Linked DNA regions of Mus musculus: all the other regions are linked to region 1. A link is a contact called in public Hi-C and HiChIP or PLAC-seq data. All regions are on one chromosome and are shown on one strand. Each heading gives the region's core, a stretch centred on a gene start, on an enhancer-like site or on the middle of the called end of the contact. The rest is flanking DNA. Distances are from core to core; before and after follow the strand shown. Region 1 holds the start of Anxa5 (annexin A5). Region 2 has its middle 14 kb from the start of Gm25696. Region 3 overlaps Dcun1d1 (DCN1, defective in cullin neddylation 1, domain containing 1 (S. cerevisiae)).

Region 1 (3,168 bases), core at 277-2,776:
CCATGTGATGCTTCAGTGAGATGAGGTTCTCTGAGGAAGCCGACCCTCACCAGACCCTGAATGTGCAGAGCCTTGATCTTGAATTTTCCAGCTTCCAAACAGCTGAGAAATAAAATTCTATTGCTTGTAAGAAACCAAGTTACAGCATCTCGTGCTTTCTTTCACAGTGTGCCCTCTCCTCAGTGCTACGCTATATTTAGAATATTAAGGTAGGCCATTTTATGAATGTCTCCTAGGTGCTCAGAACACTCAATAGCATTCAGTCAGGCTTCCTTCCCTCTAGTAGGAAAGGCTTCTGAAAAGCCTTCTTGGGAAATAGTGTTCCTCTGCCCTCTCATGCATGAGCTCTGCCTTTCAACACGGAAAGTCAGCTTGCTCCTCCAGACTGGGGTCCAGGTGAATAAGCTAATTGTAATAGGATGTAAAGGCAACATTTGCTGGGGAAGATCAAAGGTCTGGGTCTAATAATTTATGTTACTCCTTGGCTGCAGGGCGGATCACTAGTCACTGCCAGCCGTAAGGCAGTTTTCCACAGCACTGTTAAACAGGCTTCTGCGGTCTTAACTCCAGAGAAGGAGGACACGGAGTTGAGTAGATGTAAGAAAAAAAAATACTTAGGTCAAAGACTGAAGGAGATGCTAGTAGAAAGAAAGTAGATAAGTGTGAGCGACTGAGAGATAGGTGGGCCTTAAAGGAATGCGGGGGCGAGGAGGCAGGGAAATGGTTGCATCGAAGTCATAACCGTACTTGAAGGGTCAAGTGAGAGGATCCCTTAGTGTAGGCAAACAAAACAAAACAAAACAAAAACCAAAGTAGTCTAGAAATTACAATTCCCTGGGAGAGGTGCTGGAATGTCTAAGGCTGTGGGAGCGGCTAGGTCCCCAGAGAAGGGGGCGCATGAACAGGAAAAGCAATAGGACAAGGGTACACAAGGGAAAATGGCAGGCTTCCCCTCCTCAGCGGCAGTTTTGTCTGCTTTTCCAGAAAACCATCAGTCTACCTATCAGGGCCAGACTCAGCATGTGGCAAGGCTCCCCCAACCCCCACCCTCGGTTAGCTTCTTCTTGCTCAAAAACCTGATTTTGATCCTTCTAGAACATCCGCGATCCTTTTGCAGCGTCTTTAGGCCTGGGGGCGGGCGGGGGGGGGGCGGGGAAGCTCCATCTTAGTCACCTTGCACCTGGGGTCTTTGAAGTTACAGGCTGAGTTTGGAAGTGAAACCATTTCCGCTCTGAGGCTTTGACACTGCCAGGTACAGCTCTTAAAAGAGCTGCCCATCAGCTACACGGACATCCAGAGGCAAACACTAGCACGAAACACTTGGAAAGCAGTCTGGAAAAGGTCCTCACTGTCCCATGCTTAGAGTGCGGTGCAAGACGCTGTGAGGTGCCGCTGTGACAGTCCCTAACTCTCTAGACACACCCAGACCCCTGGGCCTGCAGCGCCTCCAGCGTAGCGAAGAGTGAGCGAAAAGCCCCACGCAGGCGCAGGAGCATAGAGGCTAGGACGTGGCAGGGCGTGTCCTGATGGGGGCGCGGCCCGGGCTGGGACCTAATTAGGGAGGTGGCCATGGTAGGGGGGTGGCCTTGTCTGAGGAAAGTACCGTATCCAGGGATGTGGCAGCTGCCTGGGACAAGGCGGGGCTTATAGTGCAGCGTCTCTGGGGGCGGGACCCTGGTGGGTGTGTGATCTTGGCAGGGGCGTGGCGTGGCGGGGCCAGGTCGGGCTAGGCTGGGCTGCCCAGGGCGTTTCCGTTGCACGGAGTTGTGAAGAGTACTGCCTTGTCCTTTGGCGTGTGCATCGGTCCTGCTCTCACCCGCAGCCTGCGCTCTACTGCCTGGTAAGTGGCCGTAGTCCCGGGAGCGACTCCTCCACCAAGGGCTCAGGGCCCTTTTGGGGTCAGGGGACCAGAGCTCCAGTGACCCTGTCTCTCTTTTCCCCTCTCCCTGCAGCTCCAGTCCACTCCTGACCGACAGCATCATGGTAAGCCGTGTGACCGCGACCAGGGCGATCGGGACCCTCTCTGAAGGCAGCTGCCTTCGCAGTCTCTTGGTTTTCGCCTTTCCCATCTGTGTCCCGCTCTGTGTCCTCTCTGTGACCTCTTGGGTGTCCCCCTCCGTGTGCGCTCTCCTGTTTTCTCCCTCGCCCCGGAGTGTCCGGAACCAGCCGGTGTTTCTCCCCGGTGCATGTGAATCAGGCCGCCCCAAATCCAGAGTTGCCAAAATTAGATCCGGAGCAGGAACAGTTCTCTTGGTCATGTGAGGAGAACGCCCTTTGGCTTCCCCTATTTTTTTATTTTTCCCGCAGTTTCCTGTGTTTGAATACTGGGTGTGCGTGGGCAATCTCCATGGTGCTTCAGGGGAGCTTTTTCCAGCGCAAGGCGCAACTTATTTAACAGGAACCGACTGTGCCTTTTCTTTCTCTTTTTCTGCTAAAGGCAGTGAACCAAAAAGCTGGGTTTCCAAAGTAATGAACTGGCAAAACGAGTTCTGAATTGAATTTGCCTTGGGATTCTTTCAGAAGTTGACTTCCGAATAGGTTTTTGTTGTTGTCATTGTTTTAGGAGATCTCTTAGTATTTTTCAAGACTGTAGCAAAGAAAAGTTGATTTTTGTTTTGTTTTGTTTTGTTTTCCAAGCTAGGGTTCCTCTGTGTTGCCTTGGCTGGCCTCGAACTCACAGACTGCCTCTGCTGAGGGCTAGAACTAAAAGCCTTCACCACCACCGCCCAGCGTATGTAGTAATTTTTCAAAGCTGGTCATGTGAAGAAGTTATCATACCTAAAATATTCCGCCCTGAGGCAAAGTGGTTATACCTGGAATCCCACATCTTGGGAGGTAGAGGCAGGAGGATCAGGAGTGAAAGATCATCTTTGGTCATCAAGGGCCTTGGCTTTAACAGGCGGCCTCAACAAACAAAACAACAAAGCTTTCATCCTGAATGAAACTAATTTAATCTTGCCAATGTGACTGACCTGTTCAGAGTCTGGACAATCTTTTAAATAAGTGTTTCAGCCTACTCAGTGTGCCTGAAAACACACACACACACACACACACACACACACACACACACACACTCACACACTCGATCTCTCTCTTCCTCTCCCTCCCTCCCTCCCTCCCTCCCTCCCTCCCTCCCTCCCTCCCTTCCTCCCTCTCTCCCCTTCCCCC
Region 2 (3,168 bases), core at 422-2,921, 750 kb after region 1:
AGTAAAATATATAATATGTACTTATAAAATATAATGAAATTTATTATATGAATTTCATAACAACATGTATGCTGTTAATAATAATTATATATATGTTAGTAAAACTTAAAGAAGGTGTTGAGTATTATAACAGGGATGAGAGTTTGAGATGATAACAGGAAAGTCAAATGGAAATATCAGGAGATAGTGAAATGTAGAATAAAAAAGCCCAGTAGGGAATTCAGGATCTAAGTTCTGACGTATAAATGTGTAGCCAAAATGGATCAGAGTGTCAATCAAAGAGTGTGTGTGTTCAGGTGTACAACAGTGAAATGACAGACAGAACAATTTAGAGCAACCAAATAAGGGGAAAACAAAAACAAAAACCAAACCAGGCCTCTGTTAGACATCTAGTCTGAACGCTTAGTGGCTCAGGAGGCCAAGTGATCCGTTTGGAACAGGCCAGTGAGTTAGTACAGCTGTTATAATGTCAAGCAGCTGGAAGACTCAGATGTAGGTGCCATTTTTGTCACAGTGGATGTGGAGAGGAAATGGGTGAGGACCAAGGGGAATGGGTGGAAATTTTGATAAGAAATATCCATTAGAATTGAGAGATAGAGAACCTTTCCAATAGGAGGGCCACCAAGGTAAAGACAGCTGCAACAAAATGGTTGTCTTCTGGTGCACACTGCAGGTCTGCCAGAACTCTGCAAGTGGAAACAGGTTCCCTTTGAAGTGAGGGTGACATAGAGGAAGAAGCTGTGGGTGGAGACCAAGAAGAAGAAGCTGGGTAAAATGTTAATGGAACAGCTTTGCCTAGGCCTTTTGTTTTATTTCTGAGTTTGAAAAGGTAGACAAAGGAGAGAGGTGTGCGTTGGTTCCATAGAATAAGGAAGGAGACAAGGCGGACAGGGTGGAGAATGTAGATGGAGAGCAGGGCAGGACCTTCAGTCCCAGCTTGGCAGAGAATGGGAAAGAGAAAGTGCAGATGTGAGGAGCCTGGAGAGGAGCCAGGGAGCTGGTGACTTTTTTTTTTTCAGCACAGATATGGGGTGCAGGGGTGGGAGTGGGGCCTACTCCATTTACCTGACTCGGGGAATCATATTACTGTTGGACAGCCAGACTGCTTTTTTCCCCATGAGGTGTCACAGGAGATTGCATTGCTGTAAACTGTAAACTGATGTTTGTGCTAGGGAGGTACAAAAGAAAGAAAAAGAGAAGGAAGGAAGGAAGGAAGGAAGGAAAGAAAGAAAGAAAGAAAGAAAGAAAGAAAGAAAGAAAGAAAGAAAGAAAGAAAGGAAGGAAGAAGAGAGAGGCAGGAAGGAAGGAAGAAAGGAAGGAAGAAAGAAAGAAAGGAAGGAAGGAAGGAAGGAAGGAAGGAAGGAAGGAAGGAAGAAAGAAAGAAAGAAAGAAAGAAAGAAAGAAAGAAAGAAAGAAAGAAAGAAAGAAAGGATCCAGTCTGCCTTAGCCACGTAACTCTTACTGAAATGTGTTGAGTACTGATGACAAGGACAACAGAAGGCAGTTCCATCACAGATGACATATATGGCAAAACCAGCGTCACTTATAGAGTCAAAGTACAGACTTAATTGAGGGTGAAGTCAATTTCACAATGTGCTGTGTGATGTGTACTCTTGTCTCAGGAAGCTCCCCCACCCTGGTCAGGGAGAAGTCGCAAGTTCGGTGGGTGTGGTTTACCTCTCTGAGTAACAAATTCAGCTCAACAAGAAGAAAGACCTGTAATGAGTCAGAAGCGCAGTCAGGAGGAAATCTACCCTTAAAGCTCACTACAGACCCAGCTAGCTTTTCAGAAGCAGAACTGGAGAAACCTGTTTTAGAAGCAGCACTGGCCTCCTGATACAGGCTCTTCAGCCTCTCCCTTTCCACAATTTTCCTTTAAGGCAGGTGACTTTTGCCCTGGAAAAACTAGCCACTACCAGTAGTGGTGGGGATGACAGCCCCACCCAAGGTTTCTGCCTTCCCTTTTATCAGTCATTTGCTCTGCAAAGTCCTATAACTCCTCCTTTCCTGGCACTTCCAGTTCCCGGAAGTACTCCTTTTTGGGTCTATAGAAAGAATTTTTAAAAAGGGTGGAGTCAGGACTGGGTGGGCTGCTGAGTGATGTAGGGTAGCACTCTCTGATCTAGAACTCCATCGCTAAAGACACTTCTAAAGAGTGCAGGGCCTCGGGAACTGCAGGCATAGAAGCTCATACTTATAAGGGCAATAGAGTATGGGAGAACGTACTTAGAAAGTAGAATTCTGGGGCCATCTCTAATACCATGGACTCATAGTGACACATTTGTGTGAGAGTCTATGACTATAACACGAAATTACCTATGATCACAGGGTCTTAACAAACTCGGAATTGCTTTTTGGGAAGGGCCAGTACTCCCTCTGGGGTATTTGAAACTGGAGACTTTGTAGTTGCTGAATCTGCTGGAGTGCTCCAGACATTTAGAAGGTGTGGGGCATTTAAGTAACAATACTGCAGAAAAAGAGCTACAGACACAGGGCTGGTACTAGTTGGTTACCATAGATCTAGTAGAACAGAATATTCCCTTCAAGCCTACTAGACCCTATGTTGTTGGCTTTTTTTTTTTTTAAACTTGATGGATCACATTATTTGAAAATACCATTGAATATAGTTGGGCTTAGTATGTGCGAGTAAGACAGGGTCTCAATAAGTTGAGGCCAGCTCAAAGTGGCCTCACACTGACTGTGTAGCTGACCTTGAACTTCTGACTCTCCTGCAGCAATTACAAGCATACACCACGTTGCTCAGTCACACGTGGTTCTGAAGATTAGACTCAGGACTTCCTGCACTCTACGCAAGCTCTTTGCCGACTGAACTACAACCCTAGCCTCAAGTTGTTTACGTCTTTACTAATTGTTTCAGTGCTGTTTTCCAATATGAGAAGCAAGATAAACACCAAGGGGTGGACCCAGAAGTTCTTCTCCTCTCCCTCTGTTCCCCGAGACCCAATCCCAAACCCTGCAACAGTTCACTAGCTGAAGCTCCCTTCCTCCTTCCCCCATTTCCTGTAGATTCCACTGACCACTCCCTCCTAACCCCCACCCCCAAACCTCATCTTAGTATCCCAGCCTCCAACACCGGTGTGCATTCCCTGTGAACATACAAGCAGAGCAGGTCAGGAAAACAGGCAACATGCAGCCATCACACTCCCT
Region 3 (3,168 bases), core at 309-2,808, 580 kb after region 1:
CGCTGTAATGGCACATCTGGGGGAAGAGAAGCTACGCCACGTGTTTGCTCCGTAATGTTTACAATGTGCTCAGCTGTGTTGTTTATTTAACTGCGTTAGTTGTATACTGCGGCACTGTGAGTGCACCCCTCATCGAACTTTTAAAAAGTTTTAGTGTTGGTAAATTCGCTCACTGAAACCATCGGGAGCCTTTTATGTAATCTCTTTCCTGAATAATTCTTAAACAAGGTTGACATTTTTTCCCCCCTCAAGGATCTGAGTGCAGAGTTCTTTTTTTATTTTTTTCTTTGATGATAAGTTTTTGAGCCATTCCATGCCCACCCTGCTTGTGTGTTTACGTGTGTTGCTGTTAAGGACTGTTTGGAAACCTGTCATTTTGGCATACAAATAGGAGCAAGTTGACCTAAGAGAATAATTTGGGGATGAAAAATGGAAAATGGTGTTGGGAAAAGTTATACTTGTTTACAAAGTATGCCCTTGTAACATGAATGACCGTTCAGTGAGCGTTTATGTGGCTCTGAATGTTAAATTGTGTCTTTAATAGGAAATATTTACCTGACACCTCTGGGCTTTTTGTTGTTGTTGTTACCTTAAACTTTTAATAATATGGTTTATATTGAATGCTGAGATGTTTTGATAAGAGTTTACCAAATTTGATAATGTAATGATAAATGTTTTAAAATGTGAACTATTTATCATATATCTTAATAATTGAACTGTGGCTTTTATATGACAGATGATGAATAGGGTCAAATTATGGCTCACCCTTTAATTGATTATAAACTTGAGTGTATTTCTGAACCCTTTTATTGCTTCCATTTTTATAATCATAGCAGTACTTTTTATTTCATAGGAATCTAGTGAAGTTAATTTCTGGTTTCCATTGACTCCTTTTGGTTAACTGAGTTGCTTTATTTGTGCCACTCTCTGGAGGCAGAACAGATAAGCTTGGAACTGTCACCCATGGTCTCCTCTGGGCACTCCTGGCTTCTTTTCTGTATTGCCTGTTTGGAAAGTGTCATTTGCTGTAGACTACCTCTTGGACAACCTTGCCATGGGCTCATGGAAGGAATTGGTGCTAATGCAGCTTTTGACTTCTCTTTGGTTGATTGTTTTTCAAGATTCTTTTTTATTTTAAATTATGTGGCTGGAGGTATGTGTGGTGTGTGCATATGATTACAGGCGATGAAGGCCAAACGGATGCATGGGATCCCGGAGAGCTAGAGATGCAGACACCTGGAGCCACCTAGAGCAGCTGAGGAGCAGAGCAAGCTGCCCGTAATCTTTCCAGCCCCAGGTTCATTTGGAAAACAAACATCGTCAAAAATACCAGCATAAAACCTCTCATAAACAGTTAAATCATGGTGAAAAGAGCAGACGTAACATGGCCTAACGGGTAATGGCTTTATCTAGGGCCGTTAAAAGAGAAGTAACTTTGTAGTTACTCACTTTTGCTTTTGTTGTTACTGTTTTGAAATGGGGACTCATGAACTCCAGGCCATTCTCAGAATCACTGTGTAACCAAGGATATCCTTGAACTTCTGACCCTCTAGTCCCTATCTCCTGAGTGCTGGGATTACAGTGTACCACACCCGGTTTATTTGAAGCTGGGGATCAAAGGTGGCATTGTGCATGTTAGACAAGCAAAGTGCCAACTACAAAGCTACATCCCCTACTCTTTTAAACTGAAAATTAAAGATTTACTTACGTGTATACAAAGGTTCTCTCCCTTCACAAGCAAGTTACTTTCAGTTTAATTTTTTGCAGTTATACTGTCCTTTGGTTTACAGGCTGTGGCTCAGGGTGTTTGAGTTGTCCCATGCAGACAGCCCTATTACACTCTTATATTTTTGTGGGTGATTGGTGATGTTGGTAGTGGTGGTGGTGTTTTGGGGGTTTGTTTGGTTAGTTTGGTTTTGCTTATTTTGTTACTGTGGGTTTTGAGACAACCGGCCATGAACTCATAGAGGTCCACCCGCCTCAGCCTCCTGAAGGCTGGGGTTAAAGGTGCATGCCACCACACCCTACTGCTTTTCTCTCTTCCAAGTGTTTCATAGGAGAGTTGTTAGAATTCCATTTTTTAACTTTGTTTTGATACTGTGTTTTTGAAATGGACCGTGCTATAGCCCAGTGTTGCCCCAAATGTAATTCTGCCCCTCAGCCTCCCAGATGCTGGGATTAGAGGCATGTGATACGGTGAGCAGCTTGGCTTGGCTTTCTTCCTCCCTTTTATGGGTATGGGTATTTTGCCTTTATGTATTTCTGTGTTTCATGTTCAAGGAGCCCAGAAGAGGACGCTGGATCCCTCGAGACTGAAGTTAGGTGCTTGTGAGCCACCCTGTGGCTTCTGGAAATGGAGCTCAGGCCCTAGGGAAGAGCAGCCAGTCTTCTGGTTCCTTAGGTTGGCTCCTAATATTTGAGTTTTAAAATGTTTTGTGTTTGCTTTTGAGATGGTCTCGTGCAGCCCCAGGTTGGCCTTGAACTCCTGGTGTAAGTGAGGGTGATCTTGAACACCTGGCCGGCCTACCTGCCTCTGAGTGCTGGAATCAGAGGCAAGGTTTATGCAGTTTTGGAGATGGAGCCCAGGCCCCCCGGAAGCACTGACCAGCAGAGCTACGCTCCTGTCCCTAAGATGTGCTATTGGTTGTCTGAGAAGGTAACTTTACGTCGTTGGCAAATCTGGAGGCCAATGCAAAGTCATGGAGATGAAAAGAAAAAGCCAACATCTGCTTAGAAGCAAGTCCTTCTCTAGGAGAAAGCACTCATCAAGTTCAAAGAAAATGGAAAAGTTTTGAACCAAAATCAAAACTTTGAAAACAAAGTTTGATTTGAAACAATTGTGTGAAGTGTACAAGGAACAGCTTAATTAACAAACACGGAAGAGGAAAACCTACAACTGCTTTACATCTAGAAAGTATATTTTTGTGTAAAGGCATATTCAATATAAATAATAAAATTTTATTTCAGGTTATAAAATAGAAAAAACTTTTTATCTAATGGAAAAATTGAGTGATATCAAGCAAAAATTTTTTTTCCAGAAGAAAATAGAGATCAAGACGGGGGATGGATTAGTTTAGAGTAAAATGTGTAAAATGGCCAAAGTGCTGACTGTGCTATGGTAAACAGAGCTAACATGGCCACCTTGGCCAAAGGTCTATGCTGTTGTAA

The links. A called contact is a pair of places that touch in the nucleus more often than the background predicts. HiChIP or PLAC-seq counts read pairs in DNA pulled down with a chosen protein or histone mark.
Region 2: an H3K27ac HiChIP or PLAC-seq map of embryonic stem cells shows a contact between it and region 1, with 2.6 times the contacts expected there. The contact joins the enhancer-like site here to the promoter of Anxa5 in region 1. A contact is called at or near these places in 1 of 39 promoter capture datasets (embryonic stem cells), 1 of 484 Hi-C or Micro-C datasets (CD4 T cells), 8 of 115 datasets of contacts at active chromatin or transcription factors (bone marrow-derived macrophages, embryonic stem cells, large pre-B cells and 4 more) and 1 of 9 other capture datasets (pancreatic islet).
Region 3: a contact with region 1 is called in a Hi-C map of liver, with 3 times the contacts expected there. The contact joins the enhancer-like site here to the promoter of Anxa5 in region 1. A contact is called at or near these places in 2 of 39 promoter capture datasets (liver and neutrophils), 1 of 484 Hi-C or Micro-C datasets (liver), 1 of 115 datasets of contacts at active chromatin or transcription factors (bone marrow-derived macrophages) and 1 of 9 other capture datasets (adipose tissue).

The regions. Positions count from the first base shown.
Region 1 is chr3:36,474,245-36,477,412 of GRCm38.p6, reverse strand. Anxa5 (annexin A5) reads left to right here and starts at 1,526. Exons shown (of 13, transcript NM_009673.2): 1 at 1,526-1,840; 2 at 1,953-1,983. The coding sequence starts at 1,981. 1810062G17Rik (RIKEN cDNA 1810062G17 gene) reads right to left here and starts at 1,476. Exons shown (of 3, transcript NM_028183.1): 1 at 1,174-1,476. The coding sequence starts at 1,278. Mir7009 (microRNA 7009) reads left to right here and starts at 1,889; the gene lies at 1,889-1,952.
Region 2 is chr3:35,719,589-35,722,756 of GRCm38.p6, reverse strand. No RefSeq gene overlaps it. Among named protein-coding and RNA genes, the nearest start is that of Gm25696, 14 kb to the left of the region's middle. Within about 2 kb of position 1,671, at least 134 of the 459 cell types and tissues checked have an H3K27ac peak or open chromatin away from gene starts, as enhancers often do. A contact at or near this core is called in embryonic stem cells, pancreatic cancer cells and regulatory T cell precursor, where this site is marked.
Region 3 is chr3:35,889,736-35,892,903 of GRCm38.p6, reverse strand. It overlaps Dcun1d1 (DCN1, defective in cullin neddylation 1, domain containing 1 (S. cerevisiae)), which reads left to right. Exons shown (of 7, transcript NM_001205361.1): 7 at 1-799. Among named protein-coding and RNA genes, the nearest start is that of Dcun1d1, 42 kb to the left of the region's middle. Within about 2 kb of position 1,558, at least 4 of the 459 cell types and tissues checked have an H3K27ac peak or open chromatin away from gene starts, as enhancers often do. A contact at or near this core is called in liver, where this site is marked.